3 separate regions of the Zea mays genome follow, and regions 2 and 3 are each linked to region 1. The links are chromatin contacts, called in public Hi-C maps. All regions are on one chromosome and are shown on one strand. The core of a region is the stretch at or near the end of the contact, and the rest is flanking DNA. Distances in the headings are between cores, read along the strand shown. Region 1 holds the start of LOC100273617 (Mitochondrial import inner membrane translocase subunit TIM22-2). Region 2 has its middle 21 kb from the start of LOC100285636. Region 3 has its middle 17 kb from the start of LOC100279532.

The links. Hi-C and Micro-C count contacts between places; a contact is called where the count stands out from the background.
Region 2: a Hi-C map of bundle sheath shows a contact between it and region 1, with 2.6 times the contacts expected there. The contact joins the enhancer-like site here to the promoter of LOC100273617 in region 1. A contact is called at or near these places in 4 of 25 Hi-C or Micro-C datasets (bundle sheath, ear, leaf and 1 more).
Region 3: a contact with region 1 is called in a Hi-C map of ear, with 2.9 times the contacts expected there. The contact joins the enhancer-like site here to the promoter of LOC100273617 in region 1. A contact is called at or near these places in 2 of 25 Hi-C or Micro-C datasets (ear and tassel).

Annotation. Positions count from the first base shown.
Region 1 is chr10:29,674,890-29,678,194 of Zm-B73-REFERENCE-NAM-5.0, forward strand. It overlaps LOC100273617 (Mitochondrial import inner membrane translocase subunit TIM22-2), which reads right to left and starts at 1,666. Exons shown (of 5, transcript NM_001148033.1): 1 at 1,384-1,666. The coding sequence starts at 1,648.
Region 2 is chr10:30,053,505-30,056,809 of Zm-B73-REFERENCE-NAM-5.0, forward strand. No RefSeq gene overlaps it. Among protein-coding and RNA genes, the nearest start is that of LOC100285636, 21 kb to the right of the region's middle. Within about 2 kb of position 1,802, at least 11 of the 20 cell types and tissues checked have an H3K27ac peak or open chromatin away from gene starts, as enhancers often do. A contact at or near this core is called in bundle sheath and leaf, where this site is marked.
Region 3 is chr10:29,970,291-29,973,595 of Zm-B73-REFERENCE-NAM-5.0, forward strand. No RefSeq gene overlaps it. Among protein-coding and RNA genes, the nearest start is that of LOC100279532, 17 kb to the right of the region's middle. Within about 2 kb of position 1,806, at least 12 of the 20 cell types and tissues checked have an H3K27ac peak or open chromatin away from gene starts, as enhancers often do. A contact at or near this core is called in ear and tassel, where this site is marked.

The DNA.
Region 1 (3,305 bases), core at 416-2,915:
GGGCTAGATCAGGTTTTGGGATATAACTTCATGGATAATTTATGTATTACTCAAGTGAATTGTAACTTCGGTAATATCAGTAGTATTTCCTATTTGGTACAAGCACCTCTGGTTTCCTATCCTGTTCTTCTATATAAAATAGCTATCTTTCAATTTCTACTTGTAGCAGTGACTCCAGTAAAATACAGCCTCAACCCAAACTGGTTTGAACAAGAGAAGATACAAGTCAGTGTTCTGTTTGGTCAGCTGTGTGTGATGCAGGAATGCAGGATGAACTAAGAATACAAGATGCCGTCTGGTTTCCATGATGTGTGCTTTACAAGGTTATGACATTAGAATTTAACCTGCATTAATCCACCTACTTAACCTTAATTTCACTTTTGCAGCTCACCTTTGTCCAATTTAATCACTAATGTAGACCCCCACTTGCATAGGGTTGTAAGAGACCCAATTTTGCGAATCAAACTAATCCTCACCCATGAAAGGCAGGTAATTGTCCCAAACACACCACCATACCTTCTCTTTCATTAAAAAAACAGATATGCTACAAGCCAAATACTCCAGAACCATCCAAATCACCAACTAACTAATCAACTATGGGCATACATAAATTTGAAAACAGATTAAAGATATATTAGCTATAAAGATAACACAAATACCCATGCAAGTGAAGCTTTTTCAGGCTTAGAGTCTCAGCCCAATACAGCAGATTAGCAGTCTGACTGTAGGAATCAAGGTTTAGTCATGTTTAGTACTAAACCTCTGTGTGGTTACATGGTCAGAAATCAGGAGTCAGGAGCCAGTGCCAAAATAAAGTGAATATATCAGAGAAATTTTCACCCCCACATTTCAAATCCAGACATTTATTGAAACCAAATAGTCCCGTTCCCATGGTTAAAATAGAGCTGAAAACACACATGCATGTAACTTAAAATATCCCACCCGAATCAGATCTTCTGCACAATCTGTAGAAACTTAGATAACATAGCATTAATCTAACAAAAGAAAGCTCTAAATGGTGCAATTATAGACCAAAAAATGTAAGCAGTTCCTAAGAGTAGACCCAGAACTGTACAATAAAGATTAAAGACTACAAATTAGACCAGGCACAAATAATTGGCTACCCCCAGGGTGAACAACAGAACAATGTCCATAGCAAAACAATACTTATCAAACAAATTGTGACGCTAGAATCGGGGGAACATAACCTAAGCCGCACGGAGTCCAGCCCCATCATCCCAAGTCCGCACCTGAGGTCCTCGAAATGGCGCCACAGCCACACGTTGCCTCGCCATCGGTGAGCCATAAACCCTAGCACGAGGTTGAGGTTCCATTCGAACGGAGAGGCAAGGGATAGCGGAAACACGGGCGGCGTGGGTTTACCGTAGCCAACGACGGCGCCGACGAGGGAGCCCGCGGCGGACTCCCAGGCGAAGCGGAGGAGGCAGACCCCTGGGGCCGCGGTGGCCGCGGCCAGCGGGCTCGAGTTCCGCGACACCGCGAGGCGTGTCAGGATCGGGTTGGAGGTGGAGCCGGGACCGCGGGCCCCCACCCCACGCGGAGAGGACTCGTCCGAGTCGGTTTCGGTGGTGCCGCCGTCGGAGAAGGGATCATCCTCCCGACTCCGATCGCCGCCGCCTCTCGCCATGGCCGCCGCGGCCTCGTGTCCCTGTTCGTGTTCGCGCGCGTGTGTGTCTAGCGCGCTGCTTGTCACGGGACCAGAAGGAATGGGTGCACCGCCACGCGCAGACTGCAGTGCGCTGCGGACTGACCGTGTCGTGTGCACAGCCTGCGCCTGCCGGTGGCGCCACACGCGACGCGAGTAGGATCCTCCCGTCTTTTTTACATTTTATTCTTTTTTGGTTTTATTTTCACGAATACGTACTTTTTAGTTTATTTTAAAAAATAGACCCTCAGCTCGGCGCTATCACTATTGGCGCCGAGCTACAACTTATCGGTGCCAATTAGTTTGGCGTGTACATATAAGAGTCGACGTCTACGTGGATCTAACGTGGCAGTACCTCGGCGCCGACCTCCGTGTATATAAATATCCCACTCTGTCCGTCGATTTTTTGATTTTTGGATGATAGCAGTCATTTTATCAATGATTCTTCTTCATACTTAGTTTATTTGGTGCCTATCTCACTAGACCACAAATTCAGCTGGACTAGTCCTGCAAGGATGTGTAAATAACTCAGCTCAAATGTGCAATTCATTATCCATTGATCCCAAAACTTCCTTTTATAATATACAAGGGAATCATGCACCAATTAAGTAATGGACTGCAATAGCCCTACAACTAAAAGTTAACACAGAAACAGAAATAGTTTAACTAAGCTCATAATTCCTTGCAAACCTTGGTTTGTAATAGACAGTGAACATACTACCAGTGTTCACTGCATGCCTTGTACAAGACGCTTGACGCTCACAAAAACACTCCAACCACTTTGTAGGAGATGTCTCCGTGGCTGACCTATCAAATGCTAAGTTGTAAATTTAAACAGGTATAAGATCATCAACTATCCAAGTTACAGTTTAGGTCACAACAACAGAACACAAATTCATAAACCAAATAAACTAAGTATGAAAAAGAATCATTGATAAAATGACTGCTATCATTCAAAAATCAAAAAACTGACGGCCGGAGTGGGATATTTATATACACGGAGGTCGGCACCGAGATCCATGGCGCCGAGGTCAGCGCCGAGATCCATGGCACCGACCTCGGCGCCGAGATCCACGGCGCCAAGGTACTGCCACGTCAGATCCACGTAGACGTTGACTCTTATATGTACACGCCAAACTAATTGGCGTCGACACGTAGCTCGACGCCAATAGTGATGGCGCCGAGCTGAGGGTCCATTTTTTAAATGAAACTTAAAAGGACGTATTTGTGAAAATAAAACCTAAAAAGGGCTAAAATGCAAAAAAGACGGTAGGATCCTCTACGTGGGCCGCTGTTCGGTTAGGTATGGATTGGAGAGGTAGACTGCGGCTACAGATGTTTGGCTCTTTTTTACTGTAGCATTGAGTACAAGCAGCCGGTCGTAGCCCGCTGCAGCGAACGAGAAAAGCTGTTGTGGGGTGTGAGTTGTGGAAAAAAACTAATATGGGTTGTGAGCTGTTAAGAAGCTAAAAACCGTTTGGTGAAAACCACTAAAAGCCGTTAAAAATTACTCGATATATGTTTTCACAGTTCCATCCAAAAGCTACTAAAAGCAGGTCCAAGGGTGCGTTGAGTTTTGCATTGCGAGAAAGTCAGTTTTTAGAAAAAGATGCTTCCTGGATCCAGCCCTTGGTTTGGT
Region 2 (3,305 bases), core at 552-3,051, 380 kb after region 1:
ATAAAAGCATGAAATGGTCAAGTTCGTCATCTAAATCTTCATCTTCCTGATGAATCAAAGCTCTAGTAATTGCAGACATCTTTCTGAAATTTATCGATAGAACTTGGATAAGAAATCAATGAACAATGTATCAACAAAAATGAATAGTATTTATAAATGCTGCTTCGTGTCTATTCACTAAACTACAAGATCTATCCACTAACCGGAGCATCGGTTGAATTAGAGGAACGGAGTAGCACGTGAATGTGTGGAGGAGCTACATCAAAAGGCGTTAAACAAGAGAAAAGCATACCAATCGTGATGAAGCCAGCCTGCCTCTTGTGAACCCAGGTGATGAATGCTGCACGATTAGCTCTTTCGTCGACCTGACCCCTACGACCCTGCTGCATCTGCAGGGACAACGAAGATGGGTTCTCAAATAGTTTATCAGTTGATGTCCCGGCCGAATCGTAGCATCCAGCGCGGAAAAGAAGTCGCGCGCGTGGTGGGTAGGCGCCAAAATCTCCCGCCAAAATCCACAGATAACACTAGACTATAGGAGTCACTGTTGGAGTAAACTAATTTGTTAGGTCCTAATTATCTTTCAATGAGGTCGTATTTCATTATTTAGGGCCCAAGTTTAGGACTCTTTCTTGGAGTTGCTCTAACAGTAGCAAAACTAGCCGATCGACATGCGGTTGGGTGAAAGATACCGCACAGGAAGGAATATCCTTCTAACAGTAGCAAAGACTAGAGCCGATGCCGATAGTACGGCACAGGAAGGAATATCCGCAGCAGCAAAGCCGGCCTAGATGCAGTAGTTTATTTGCCCTCTGATGATCTACAGACGACGACACAATCCGGCCATGCATGTTCCATCTCACACTGAACGAAGCGCCACGTGATTGTGTCCAATTTTACTGAATAATAATAGAGCAGAAACAAGCCCCTGCTAGCTAGGGGCGACAATCCACCCATATATATGTTCAATGGCAGGCCATGATCTGACAATCTACATGAATAAATAACCACATGGATTTTATTAAAATGAGCCAGGTGCATTGCAATCGATCTACAATGGATTTTATTAGACTACTATTCTTTCAACTTCCAGAGTGAATGAATAACCACATGGATCAAGAATGCAAATCCCAACGGTGTTTCTTATGCTCAACTAGTACACTACATACATCATAGTGATTTAATCAGGATGCATGATGGAATCATCAGCATTTCGTTGTGAATTGCTTGAGTGCGGCTCTCATGTACCGCCAAATTATTAAGGTGTTTATTATAGGATAGAATGCAATGAATGTTTCTTCGGAGAAAATAGTTTAAGAAATCAGAATATATATATAGTGGGTGATTATTAACTCTGAATGAAATGCAAAAACTAAAAACCTTTCTCTCCAATCATTGGTCTGAAAGCAGATTTCAACTAATAATTTAGGAACCAAAGCCTTAAAACTGTCAATAATTTCAGGAGGTCAAGAATTTCGCTGTGGATTGCTTGTGTGCTCCCATATAATACATACATTGCCAATTTTAAGGTGTTTGTTATTATAGAATAATGCAATGAATGTTTGTTTGGTGAAAATATACTTAACGAAATCAGATCATACGATGGGTGATTAACTCTGAACAAAATGGAAAACTAAAAATCTTCTTTGTCTCCAATCATTGATCTGAAAGCAGTTTCGACTAATTTGGGAACCAAAGCCTTAAAACCGTCAATAATTTCAGGAGGTCAAGCCGACAGCCTGTGCTAGCGATCGCAATCAGGTTGTCCGTATATATATTAATCCGGTCCATCTAGTGGATCGATCTTAGCGGTCGATCAGCACAGTAGACGCCAAAAGATGGAGTAAGACAAACAGGAGTGCTCATCTATCCGATGTTGTATGTAATTATTGTATGTGTGATCTGTGGACTCAGAAGAACATACACTGTTGGACGATCGAGACTCGTGAATTGGCCTCATCAGCCCTCATATAATCTTATGGCAGCACACAGCAAACATCCATCCGGTCGACGCCATATGCGCTTTCGATTGGTTTATACTGTCTCGCTGCCAAGATTCCAGATAAGATCGAAAGAGAGAGGTGTGTGCCCAGCGTTGCATACCGACGTGGCTACACACTTCGCCGTCCGCAACTTCCCCAAGCTATACTTAACTTTCCAGCCGCCTGCCTCGCTCGTCCACCCGCCCTATTTTGATCCGCCTTGATGGATAGTTGATCCACCATGGGCCGGTCGTTTCATAGAAAGCTGATACAAGTTTATCTCAAGTTTGTCTTTTTTTTTTTTGCCCTCCCCTTGTCGGATTTTAACTAGTCAGAGATTGATGTTCATCACGTCCAATAATTACATACGTTTTCAATTTGCTAACTCAAATTTACAGAGTTGTTTGAGTGTAAAGATTTTTATTGGCTTCTATTTATCCTTTCTATGGTCTACTGATTGGATCTTTTACTTGGTCCATACGTTGGAGGTTTTGTTGGGTTGGATCGTTCTTTTTCTCAAGCGGATGTCGCAGTATGAGACAATATCGCAGTACGCGACACTGAAGAGTTGGCCAAGGTGATCATTTTTAATTCGCTAGGACACCCGGCACCCAGGCCTGATGGCTTCTGTGGCTAATTCTTCTGTGTCGCGTGGAATGTGATAAAAACTGGAACCCTCGGCGTCTTCATTGTTAAGAAAACCTAGGCACGCAGTCTTTTGCTCCTAAATATTGGTCTGACGGTTCTATTAAAAAACCAGCGTGGTCGACGGGCTTGAGAGATTATGAACAATAATAAGCCACATACTCCATTCGTTCTCTATCTTAAGATCACGAAAATTTGTCCTAAATTAAAGTTTTAAACTTTGATAACAATATCTATAAAAATAATTATTTTAAATTAAAGAAATTATATATTGTGGTAGATGTTTTAATAATAAATATAATAGTTTCGCTTTTATCTAGTCAATATTTATGAATATTTTTTTTTATCAATGATCAAAGTTTTAAAATATTAATTTAGTATAAACATTCGTGACTTTAAGATAAATATAGAGCACGAGATAGATGTTGTCCAAGGGCCTTGCCATGCGCTTGGCACCAACACAGGGCCCCTAAATGAACGGGGCCTCCATTTTTTTTTTCCTTGGTCCATTAACCAGCAGCAAGTACAAGTCAAGACCACCGCTGTTTTTAGTATGTTTATTTGTTTTATGCCGTAGTGATTAGATTAGAATATGCTTACACTGAACCGTCATCGTTAATGATTCTCTGGAACATAATGTCAACAATGTGTTTACTCTTGTGTTTCCATGTGGAGTGG
Region 3 (3,305 bases), core at 556-3,055, 300 kb after region 1:
TGATTTTAACTTATAAATATGCCTAGGTCACAAACTATCTAACAAATTATAGTCATCATATGAACTATATATTCTAGGAACCATAACTAATAGCAACAATCAAAATTAATAATCGAAACTATACAACGCAATACACGAAACAATCGAATCAGTGAGACACTATACCTTGGTCTATAAAGTTTTCCAACTCGAATACAACGATTCGAGCAACTCTGGTCGGTTTGGAAGAAGATTGAAATGGAGAGAAAGAAGAGGTGGGCGCAGCTCTCGGCTAGGAAACGACCGATTTATAGGCCCCCTAGCTCGGCGCCAAGATCTGTGACGCCGAGCTAGGGGCCATGTGGCCTGTGGCGTTAGCTTTCTCGGCGCCAAGATTTATGGCGCCGAGGCGTGTTGCCTCGACGTCATGACCTATAGCGCCGAGCATTGTGTCCGAAACCAGAATTAAGTCTTCTGGATCTAAACGTAATTTTTTTCAAAAAATGGACTAAAATACAAAAAAATCAGGCGACCAGCCAATAGTTTGTTTAACCTCGTCTCATTTAAGCCAATAGCATAATTCTTGAACTCCATAAATGGTAAATATTTTTTTATATTATTAATTCTTCAATTGTTTTATTGCCTATCACCGGATTTTCGAATCCTGTATAATGTTATTTTATTTTTGCATAAGCGAGAAGAGAAAAGGCGCCACATGAAAACGAGTGCTTTATATATTAGAAAAAGAAGAGATGTATGCTCTCTACTAGAGCGGAAAGTTAGGTCATATCATTGTCGGTACGGTGTTTCAGCCTAATTTTTTAGACCTGTATGGTACAGATTAATCTTGTGTCATGTCATGTCAAAATAAAAACCTAGACACGATATGCCTAAAAGTACGATGGGCCAATGCCGTGTCTAATCGGCCCAAACATGGTACAGGGAAAAATATTGTATAGTTTTTTAAAAAAATATCTTTAATTCATTTGTAACCTTAGTGTAGATAAATAACTCATATAAGAAAGAAAAAACCTTTAAAAACAGATTGCAAGGACTAGCAACTTGACTCAAAATTACTATATATATTTATTTTTTAATAAAATATATACTACTTTTATTTTCGAATATTTGTTGTCCGCTAGTTTATGTTTGAACTAAACAGCGATAAATAAATAAGAACACAAGGATTATTTACTAAGATGAAAACAAATATCAATGTTTTATGTTATTTTTGTGAAAAAGTGAAAATTAGTGAAATATAAAAAAATCATTTAAACATTAGTTTTCTAATTAGTGTTGTGCCGGTCAACAAGGCTCATCTAGTCATGTCTGTGTCCAACTTCAAGGTACGGCACGACTCTCGTTCGTGTATTAACTCGGCCAATTTTTTTTAGGTGTTAGCTCAACTTATCTAGTTGTGTCGTTTATTGTACCTAACTTTAAGACATGACACGGCTCAATCATTCGAGTATTAGCTAATCTATCTTTTTACGTGTTGAGCTATATTTCGAGCTTCTATTTTTTTGACTGTGAAACGGTCCCAAATAATTGGACCCAAACTTTTAGATCAACTCTCTAATTTGACTCTAAACACGTCAAGGTACAGCTTCCAATCCCATCATCGTCCTCTTGTGACGTACGTGTTCGTTTTGTATACAACTTGCCTTTTTTCTTTTCTTTTTCTTGCATGGTAGATATAAGAGGTACATTTTCTTTCTCGTGGGCTGCGGCGCGCGAATAAAACACATCACACAAGCATATGTATGATTGATCTGCATGTGCAATCCGACAGTATAAGGCATCTTGAGGAGGTCCAAGTAGTTTTGGACTTTGCGTCACGGATGAACAACCATATATCAGGACTGGACGGTGTAGAGACATGAAAAGGGCACTTTACCGTGACTAGTTTGGAAGCGAAACCTGAACAATATAAAGCTGTTTTTAGGCTCTCTATAACAGGCTTCCTATCCTCATCCTACCGTTTTATCTCATTTTCAATTTTAAACTTAACTCTATAAACAATATAGTATATCGTGTAAAACATTGTTTTGCATAATCACATGCACGTAGATCTGCTGAGCGACGAGCACAACCTTAATGTGGAGGGTGATATGTATTAACCGTTATACATCATGCTACATCAGTTATTAAGCCTACTATCACTTTTGTTATCAACTATAGTTAGTCATCTACTATAATGTTTTAATAAACAATATTTAGCCTTAGCAAGTAATCACCCCATCGTTATATTGATTTTTCTTTTACAAACTTTAAGTTGACTTAAACTGCATCGTTTTATTAAAAGAAAAATGCATTCGATTATATAATTAAGCAAATAAAATTACAAAGTTTATAAATAATTGAAATTATATAACTTAAACGTAAAATTGAAATTACATAATTCATAAATAGAACTAATAAACTACTATTTCTCTTTCTCATCTTCCTCTTACACCTCTTTCGTCGCTTATTTCTCCCTAATCTAAGTTACTCTATCAACTTTTTTGAAGGCCAAATTATGGGGCTTTTTCTTGTCTTTGCCCATGTCCGCGGCGAAACGCTCTAGCAATTTGTTAAATTGCTCAAATAATTTAGTTTCGTCAATCCTCTCACTAACCCTATGGAAGCTTCTTTAATATTCCTTTCTGCTTAGATGTGGATGGGGACTCATTGTTACATGTTGTTAGGCCCTTCCCCTTCCATTGAACTTTTTCCCTATCACGGTCAATAGAGCATAGTTCATCTACACTTTCATGTGACAATGCGCTATGCTCACCGTCCAAGTTGGAACAGATTTTAACTCCCATCAGTGTACTTCATGTACATCTTGGGTTGTTGGCGATGAGCACGCCACATGTGCTCTAGATTCAACTCGATTTCTCAGGGCTTCTTACAAAAAGTCTTAGCTTTTTCAAGCAACATAGAATCATCTGCTCCACTCGGTCGAGCCACGTATAAGAAGTTGTAGATGTTGTTAAATAGGGTGATCTTTTGGTGGCTTATGGACCACTAATCTTTCAACTGCTTGAGATGTGGTGGCAATGAGCTTTTGTGGTGAGTTGTATGTGTTTGGCTATTTGTCCCTAGAACATCGATCTCTTCTTACTATTTCCATCAGTAATAGGGTACATTAAGTGTAGTAGCCACATTTAGAACTAGAAAATAAACTAAAAACCATTATTGACCTAACAATTATGTGGACTTCAAAAAATATATATGCGTACTTACCAGCTTTTCATCCTCCTTTTGTCATCCAGTCTCTATGACATTGGAATTGTGGAGCATTAGAGCAAGCGGTTTGGATTGAAACGTCATCACTGTCACTA